Linked DNA regions of Mus musculus: regions 1 and 2 are each linked to region 3. The links are chromatin contacts, called in public promoter capture Hi-C maps. All regions are on one chromosome and are shown on one strand. Each heading gives the region's core, a stretch centred on a gene start, on an enhancer-like site or on the middle of the called end of the contact. The rest is flanking DNA. Distances are from core to core; before and after follow the strand shown. Region 1 overlaps Nell2 (NEL-like 2). Region 2 overlaps Nell2 (NEL-like 2). Region 3 holds the start of Nell2 (NEL-like 2).

The links. Promoter capture Hi-C pulls out the DNA fragments that hold promoters and counts their contacts.
Region 1: a contact with region 3 is called in a promoter capture Hi-C map of hippocampal neurons, with 6 times the contacts expected there. The contact joins the enhancer-like site here to the promoter of Nell2 in region 3. A contact is called at or near these places in 5 of 39 promoter capture datasets (frontonasal cranial neural crest, hematopoietic stem and progenitor cells, hippocampal neurons and 2 more), 3 of 115 datasets of contacts at active chromatin or transcription factors (astrocytes, embryonic forebrain and neural tube) and 2 of 9 other capture datasets (adipose tissue and embryonic stem cells).
Region 2: a promoter capture Hi-C map of hippocampal neurons shows a contact between it and region 3, with 5 times the contacts expected there. The contact joins the enhancer-like site here to the promoter of Nell2 in region 3. A contact is called at or near these places in 3 of 39 promoter capture datasets (embryonic stem cells, hippocampal neurons and maxillary cranial neural crest), 3 of 484 Hi-C or Micro-C datasets (cortical neurons, nephron progenitors and ventral hippocampal neurons), 2 of 115 datasets of contacts at active chromatin or transcription factors (embryonic forebrain and forebrain) and 1 of 9 other capture datasets (adipose tissue).

The regions. Positions count from the first base shown.
Region 1 is chr15:95,329,791-95,332,490 of GRCm38.p6, reverse strand. All of the region lies in intron 13 of Nell2 (NEL-like 2), which reads left to right. Among named protein-coding and RNA genes, the nearest start is that of Gm31075, 130 kb to the right of the region's middle. Within about 2 kb of position 1,335, at least 9 of the 459 cell types and tissues checked have an H3K27ac peak or open chromatin away from gene starts, as enhancers often do. A contact at or near this core is called in hippocampal neurons, where this site is marked.
Region 2 is chr15:95,369,716-95,372,415 of GRCm38.p6, reverse strand. All of the region lies in intron 12 of Nell2 (NEL-like 2), which reads left to right. Among named protein-coding and RNA genes, the nearest start is that of Gm31370, 100 kb to the left of the region's middle. Within about 2 kb of position 1,290, at least 45 of the 459 cell types and tissues checked have an H3K27ac peak or open chromatin away from gene starts, as enhancers often do. A contact at or near this core is called in cortical neurons, forebrain and hippocampal neurons, where this site is marked.
Region 3 is chr15:95,526,638-95,529,337 of GRCm38.p6, reverse strand. Nell2 (NEL-like 2) reads left to right here and starts at 1,324. Exons shown (of 20, transcript NM_001356951.1): 1 at 1,324-1,537; 2 at 1,933-2,061. The coding sequence starts at 1,474.

The DNA.
Region 1 (2,700 bases), core at 86-2,585, 200 kb after region 3:
TAGGCAGGAAGGTGGGGGGCAGATCTGTGAGGATCACAAGATAGTCTAGGAAAATCAATAAAAATATATTAAAAAGGAAAAATTAAGGGTTTTTTTTCAGTTTTGTTTTGTTTTAAGATGAAAGGTCATTTTAAGACAGGAAGAAGTAAGAAAACATTTTAAGAAATAAGAAGGGCAGGATGCAAGGCTGCGTGGTAGCAGTAACTTTAGTGAGCATAGAATTGCAAGGGATAAAGCCGTCTTGTAGGAAAGCAAAGGCATGCTTTACGGTTTCTACAACAGTCGCACATCCCTGCAGCCCCATGGAAGTTTGTGCTGAAGTGTTGGCACTTTGTTTCTACCACATGCTATTGGTTTTCGATGAAAACTTGTTTATTTAATTGACCGCACTTTCCACAGCCAGTGCAACCTCCTTTAAAGGGAGAAGAATTTCACTCTCAAAAAGACAGGGTACTTGCCTGTCGTGGACCTCCACAGCGCAGATTCTCAGTGGGCAGTGATGAAAACTCCTCTTCCAAGTTTTCAGAATATACCTGCATTGATTAAATAACTGAGGTGTGTTTTCAAAAAGATTCATTTGTGTATGTCCATGCATCCATCCATGCATCCATCCATCCTTCCTTCCATCCATCCATCCATCCATCCATCTATCCATCCTTCCATCCATCCATCCTTCATCCATCTATCCATCCATCCATCCATCCATCCATCCATCCATCCATCCATCCTTCTATCCATCCATTAAATATGAAGAAGACAAGAATAACACCAGCAGAAAGTAGAATATGATTACAAGGTCTGTACCATTTTGCTAATTTAGTCAAATCAAATGACATGCTCTTTCTGGCCCACTTCTCCCCATGAGCATTTGGTGGCATTTTAGTTCATTCCTGACATCTTAGTTAAGCCTCTTAATTTTTCGTCGTTGTTCTGTGCTGAATTGGATATGCTCTTGGGCAGGTTACCTCAATCTCTCCACCTTTAAAACAGAACATGACACTCACTGCATGTTGTTTTTAAGTACATGAGAGGAATCATGGTAAGGGATTAACATGAGAACTGAACACAAGGACTCCAGAGGAAGCCAGTTGTGGTACCCGGCTATGTCATTCACCTTCATCTGCAGCCCTGAGAATCTGGGACTTGCCATCGCAAAGTGGACCTTTAAGATGTGAGTAAGGTTAAGGACCATAAAACAGAGAATCACCCTGGATTGTCGAGGTGGGCCTCCTGTCATATGAGTCATTAGAAGATTTCTCCCCTAGCTGTGGTCAGAGAGAGCTGTGAATTCAGAGACTGTGAGGGAGTTGAAGCACAGACATCTGTGAGGGGGGCGTGAACACAGGCTGCCTCAGAAGGAGGAGAAAGCTTGACACAGCCTCTGCCCCAGGCCTCAGGAGCACAGCCCTGTGCACATGATTTCAACCAAGGCAGGCTGTGTAGCACTCCTACTTTACAGAAGGGTAGAAGCCCATGCTATTTTGAGCTGTTGATTTTTAATTGCTGTAATGGGAATAGAATCAAGATGAGAATAAAACCTGGCACACTACTATCAGCTAATACTGTCGAATTGTCCGCAACTGTATATGAAAGGGACACTCTGCTCCCACTTCTTTCTGATCACTGCAGGGAGAGTTGCATCATCTGTTAAAGGGGAGAAGCTCTGTGTGTATTTATGCTCAGGCTCCTTGCTTTCATGATGAGATGGCTTTTACTTTCCTTGCCTTTTTTTGCCCTAGAAGTTAAGGAGCTCATTGTTTCTGAGACAGATCAATTCATTCAGCTTCTTGTAACACAAATATTGTAGAAATAGATCACGAGCTTACCTCGATCACAGGAACTCAAAGGATGATAAGAGAACATTTCTTATCTGCCTCTTTTAAAAGCGGATTCTTAACTTAAAGCAGGAGTGACCTACAGAGACAACGTAGTAACACTGAGGATGTGGGGTGGTTTGGGGAATATGTGCTGCCTTCCGAATGCAGGGTTTGAGGGTAAACTGTTAATTCAGGAAGGATCTGTGCCAGCAAGGCTTCGCCTGAGCCACAGATCGGGGGCCCGTGGGCCACGGTTGGCTTCCAGTGGAGATTTATTTGGGTTTAGGGACATTTTAATGATTCATTCCAGCCGGTCAAAAGATTTCATTGTAAAAGCTGGATTTCCAGTCAGACTTTCAAATTGTTCTCTATTAGTTCGGGGACCTCATTGCTGCTCTTGAGCAGAGCAGAGGCAGGGACAGCCCACCCAGAAGCACTTCACCACAGTCTAGTCGCTGAGACTCACTGCTTCCAAGAAGAAAGCTGATATATATAATGCCAGAATCGCTATCTCCAGCCTGCCTCGCCCGCTCACCTGACCCAGCTAGCAGGAGAATCAGATGGTGTAGTTTATAATTTGTGGCTCATAGATGCTTAGGAATGTGCTCACCTAAAGGCTTGGAGATCTAAGGATCTAAGCACAGACACAGTGTCAAAGGTGTGGCTTTCAAGTAAGCCATATCTCTGCCGAATGCTAAAGTAATACTGAAATAAACTTCAGGAAAACTGCTGGACACTAATGACCCCAGTAGACCTGTTTTCATTTTTTTTTCTTAAAAATTACATTATGGGGTTGGAGGGGGAGTTTAGTCAGTAGAATGTTTGCCATTAACAACTGAAGATGATGTCAAACCCCAGCATCCTGTCAAAAGCAGGGCACAGT
Region 2 (2,700 bases), core at 41-2,540, 160 kb after region 3:
GATTTTGAAATTTTTATAGATGAGGGCATCTAATCCTTTTGTACTTCTGGCTATTCACACTGTATTGGTCGTTAGGGAAACAGTCTTTCAATGTTATCTTGAGGTATGGTCTCATGTATCCCCAGTCTGGCCTTGAAGTCCCTATATAGCCAGGGATGACCTTGAACTTCTGGTACTATATGCCACCACCAACCAAAGCTCTGACCTTACAAGTTTAGTCTGGCAATGCCACATCTGCTTTATACAGTACTGGGAATCAAAATCATGACCTCCTCCTCTTGTTTAAAAATTATATTTTAACTATATATCAATCTATCATCTATAGCATACACACACACACACACACACACACACACACACACACACACATATATATATACACATATATATACATATATACACACATATATATATTATTAACAAATTCGCCTTCTATTTTTGTCCTAGCATTGTTGCTAACTGTTGATTGACTTTTTAGACATAATACATATTTTGATTGTTGATGTTACTTATCACCCTCTGGTTTGCTAGAGCCTTGCCCTGTAAAGAAAACAAAATAGATTTTTACATTAAAAGTAAGTGAACGATTGTTTGTTAGTGACATAAATTTTATTTCCTAAATCTGTGAGGTTGTTTTAATGTTGCAGCTATAATTGTGGCTATTGATCTTGACGGTAGTGTGCCCGTCCAGCGCTACTCCAGTATCAGTGAATGCTAAAGTTGATTTATTTACCACACAAACATTTATTATTCTTGTACAAGGTTAGTGCTAAATGTGAAGGCATACGTGGAGATGCTCATAGCTAATACAATCTCAGGCAGAAAAGACAACAAATTTATTATTAAAAACACTTTACTAACATGTCACAAGCACCTTGAAAGAGAAATAGATTACCTAGGAGCCCAGTCTAGGTAAGTGTTGGGATTCGGAAAATTTTGTGCAGAGTTTAATTCTGAACTGTGAAGGGTGAGTGAAGCCAGCTAGCCTTAGATGGGATAGAAGGAATCTCTTATGTGGAAGGGCCAGGCTTCTTGGGAGGAAAGAAGCACGTTAGGAGATAAAGGGCAGACCGAGTGAGTCAGAGGGAGGAGGCAGTGGTGCCCTTGCGAGGCAGGAGGAGAAGCGGAGCATTGGATGCCAAAGGCTGCCACACGCATCTCCTCATCGACCCAGTCACTGTGACAAAGCAAAGAGCAAAAGTGATCTCTGCCGTCCTCCTCGCAGAGCAGGCTCGAGGGACGGGGTGGCTCAGTGTTGGCAGCAGGAGTGTGGAGCAGCTGGTACATGATGCAGACAGTCAGGAAGCAGAGACGGCACAAGAAAGAAGCAGTGTACGAGCCTGAAGAGCCTCTCTGTAAGTGACCTGCTTTGTGCGTCTAGGATCCCCATCCCAAAGGTTACACAGTCTCCCCGAATAGTGATGGCCTCTGGAGACAAAGTCAAGGGCTCTGGCAGGTCTGAGCATGGTGAACATGGCACTGGCAGGCTTAACCCCTCCCCTTTCCCTCTCCCTTGCTTAACTTTGCGATTACATTCCTAAAGCTAACCACCAAGGTCTATTTCCTTATTTGGCCACTTTGTAATACCTGACTCATTCCTGAGGCTGATCACCAAGGTCCAGCTATCAAATACCAAGGTCCAGCAATCAAATTTCATTATGTTGCCTACCCTAATTAGAACACGCACTCAGAACTTCCCAACACATCCTGACACATTATCCTTCTTAAAATTAACAGTTGGCGAAGCTACTTGCTCCTGGTCCTGCCCACTTCAGGTTCAGCCACCTTTTCTCTTTTCCTTGCCTAACAAAGGATCTCTTTGCATTTATTTTGCCCTTGGAAATCACTATTTAGTGCATGGTCTGTGCCTAATCTGGGGTGTAGAGGGAGCACCCCACAATACGTGGGTATCTGCACAAAGTGTTCCAGGACTTGAACATTTCAATCCATAACAGAGTTTCATTGAGGCACAAAGGTTTTGGTCACCTATTTTTAAGGAAATCACTTCAGCTGTAAGGCAGAAATGGGGGAAGACAGCCCGCTGGGAACTGGTGATACTTAAATGGTAATGGAGAAATGGGTACCCTTAAGAGCATCTGTGGGGTAAAACTACCAGGTTCTGAGGACTGACTGGTGATAGTGGATGAGATGAGGAAGAAGGCGTGGAAGTTGATTCTCTGGCTTTGAGTCAAAAGAAGGTGAATGTTGATGAGGCTCACTTAAGGGAGAGGTTGAGAAAACGGTCTTAGGTTTGTTCTGTTTATGGCATATTTGTTTAAATATGAGTGGATGTGGCATTCAGTGACAGTTGGATATACAACAACATTAAGTATGTAAATGACCCTTGAGCAGATAGAAAGAATTACTTAGAGAATTTTCAGGAACATTTGAGTATTTTATTTAAAAAAATTACAAAAGTAGTGTGATAGATAAAATTTCGGGAGAAAGAGAGCAGAGGGCAGCTCCCTAGACCCCCAAAGAAGAGCAGATTCCAAGCGAATGCTGGATACTCCTTAGCATATTTTCTGTAGCTACAGCAGAATACCCAAGACCAGTTACTTTACAAGCAACAGAAGTTGCTGTTATAGAAGTTGTGTTGGCTCGTCCTGCTGGGGAATCTGTGAAGGACCTAGAGCAGGCACTGACACCTGCTCACATCTGGTAAAAGTCTCCCTCGTGCCTCATGATAAGGCCACGTGC
Region 3 (2,700 bases), core at 75-2,574:
TGCAAAATTTAGGTAGCACTCGAAAAATATACACGTCGTTGATGTTTAATTTATTTATTCAGTCTTCTAATAATCACAAATAATCCCACTCTTTTAGTCCTAAGAATGTATGAGGAGGGGGGGTGAGTAAAGTCTACATGAGTATGGTCAACAGTGAGTGGGCTTCTTAGTTTCCTGGGCTCAATCTTTTACTTAATAAAAATATACTTATCTTACTATGTATCTACAAACCTACTTATCAACCTATCTACCATCCTATCGTCCATCCTTCATCTATCCATTCATCTACCATCATCCATCCATCCATCCATCCATCCATCCATCCATCCATCCATCTATACATAGTCTTATCTGTATCATCTATTCATTCTAACACGTACTGACACTTGTTTTTCTCAGTGGGTAGAATCCCCTTGCCTTGCCCTTTGACCCTTGCTGCTGTGTAGTGTCCTGGACTTTGGATTTGGGAAGCACTCTAAGGTTTCTGGAGCTGTCCAGCAGCTCCTGGCACTTGGCTAAGTTCTGTGTGCTGTCTGCGCCTGGAGGCTCTCCAGCGCCCCGCCCTGGGCAGAAAGCCTCTCAGTCTGGGCTGGCCAGGCTTCCCCTGCTCACTACCCATCTCCTTCGGTCTCCCGCGCCTGTCCAGCTTCACCTAGGAGTCTTGCGTGCTTTGGCTGGGTTCCTTTTCCCGCCCGGGAGGGGGTGCCCTGCGCCGGGGCTGCCGTGCAGCGTGAGTGTCTAAGTGAGGGCTTCCCTCTTTTGCCCGAGGCGGCCGGGTGCCTTTCTTTGCAACCTCGCCTCCTGCGGCTGGGTGGTCCTTTCTCTCGCCGGGCTTTGGAGACACGCGCCCGATTTCGAGGGGGTGAGTGCAAACGCCGCCCATCAACTTGGCACCTGGCATTGAGATCCTAGGATCCCGAGCGGAGGCTGCGGTTGCGGGCTTGCGAGGGTGGTTGAGGACCTCTGCGGGCAGGGCTGGCTGGACCAGGCGCTGCGTGTGCAGGGGGAAAAAGAGGCCGCCCCGCCCGCGCCCCGGCTCGCGCCCCGCCCTCCCGGAGCGGTCTCGGCGGCTCCAGGCTCTCGCCATTGTCTCCGCCTTTCCAACAGGTTCGGGCGCGGGAGCGCGGGCGGGTGCGGGGCGGCCCGGCCCGGCTTTCCCGAAGCCGCCTCCCTTCCTCTGCGTGCGCGCCCGGGCCGCGTGGCTCGGCGGGGCGCTGCTCGGTGCAGGTCCCCGCAGGTCCCCGAGAGCCTGACCCGGCTGCGGCCCGCCGCGTGCGGGAGCGATGCGCGCAGAGGCGGCTCCAAGTTCGGCGCGCACCCGGGGGGGGCCGCCCCGCTCGGTCTTAGGTGTCTGAGCCCGGGTGGCGACGCCGAGGCGGTCGCAGGAGGGGCCAGCGCGGCTTTCCCGCTTCACTCCCAGCACCTCTTGGTTTTTATCTTTATTTTTAAAGAGGGAGACGATGGACTGAGACGATGCACGCCATGGAATCCCGGGTGTTACTGAGAACGTTCTGCGTGATCCTCGGGCTTGGAGCGGGTGAGTGGCCGCCGAGCAGGGCCGGGATGTTCCCCGCCATGGGGTCGCCGCCCGGTGTCCCTCTGGATTGGGGAGCTCTGGAGGATTTGCATTTGGGTCCTTTCTGTGCTTGTCCTGGGGACAGCGAGGCGGGTCACACCCTTAGGGTCTGTGGCTGAGGGGGAACTTTGCACAGAGAGGGGCTTAAAGTAGGTCAGGAGATGGGACCCAGCGCTCTGCTATTTTAAGCTTGACAGCGCGTCCAGGTAAGGCTCTCCCTGTGGAGGAGCGAGTTGCCTCTTGTCAGCACTTCCAATATCGTCGCCAAGACGCGTGCTTTCTTTGCTGCTGTAGAAGCTTGCGTTTTAATGGCCCCCTTTCTTTCTTTCTTTCCTACCCTTCCCCACTCCCACCAGTTTGGGGGCTTGGTGTGGACCCCTCCCTACAGATTGACGTCTTAACAGAGTTAGAACTTGGGGAGTCTACAGATGGAGTGCGCCAAGTCCCGGGACTGCATAATGGGACGAAAGCCTTCCTCTTCCAAGGTATGGCCCAGTGTGGAGCCCCATGTGTGTTGCGGGGAGCTGGCTCTGCGGCTTCTGGTAACTTGGCTTGGCGCTGCACGCTGCACGGAGCGGGCGGAGAGTCCCAGCTGGGGCGAGGGGGTCTCTGTGAGCTCAGGGTCTGACTCTTTTTAAGTGGGTTCTTTCTCCTCCCCTCCTCCCCCTCGCACTCCTTTTCCTCCTCCTTACTTGGTGCACTTGGTGGTTCTAATGGATAGTGCCTTAATTACCGACTAGAAACTCCAGAGGCAGATGGGTGATTTGGGCGTCTAGGGAACAATAAATTGTAACACAAACGCCTCATTTGGGTGGAATGGATTTGGGAAGGAAACAAGATAGCTCAATCTTGGTTAAAATACTGACCTCCCAAAGTTTCGGCGCTGTGGTGCCTGACCAGAGGAATTCCTTTATGGTATTTTTACTGCACATGTCTGTACTTGAAGCACGGTTACCATGGAGCGCTCCCCATTCTCCCGTGCCGATCAGCGGCGAGGGGAAGGCAATGCTACTGCTACGATTATTTTGAAATCATTTCAAGGGGACGTTCACAGAAGCATAGCCCTATATCACCATAATTGTACGTGTAGAATTTTAAAACTTTTTTTTCTTTTTGAACTCAGT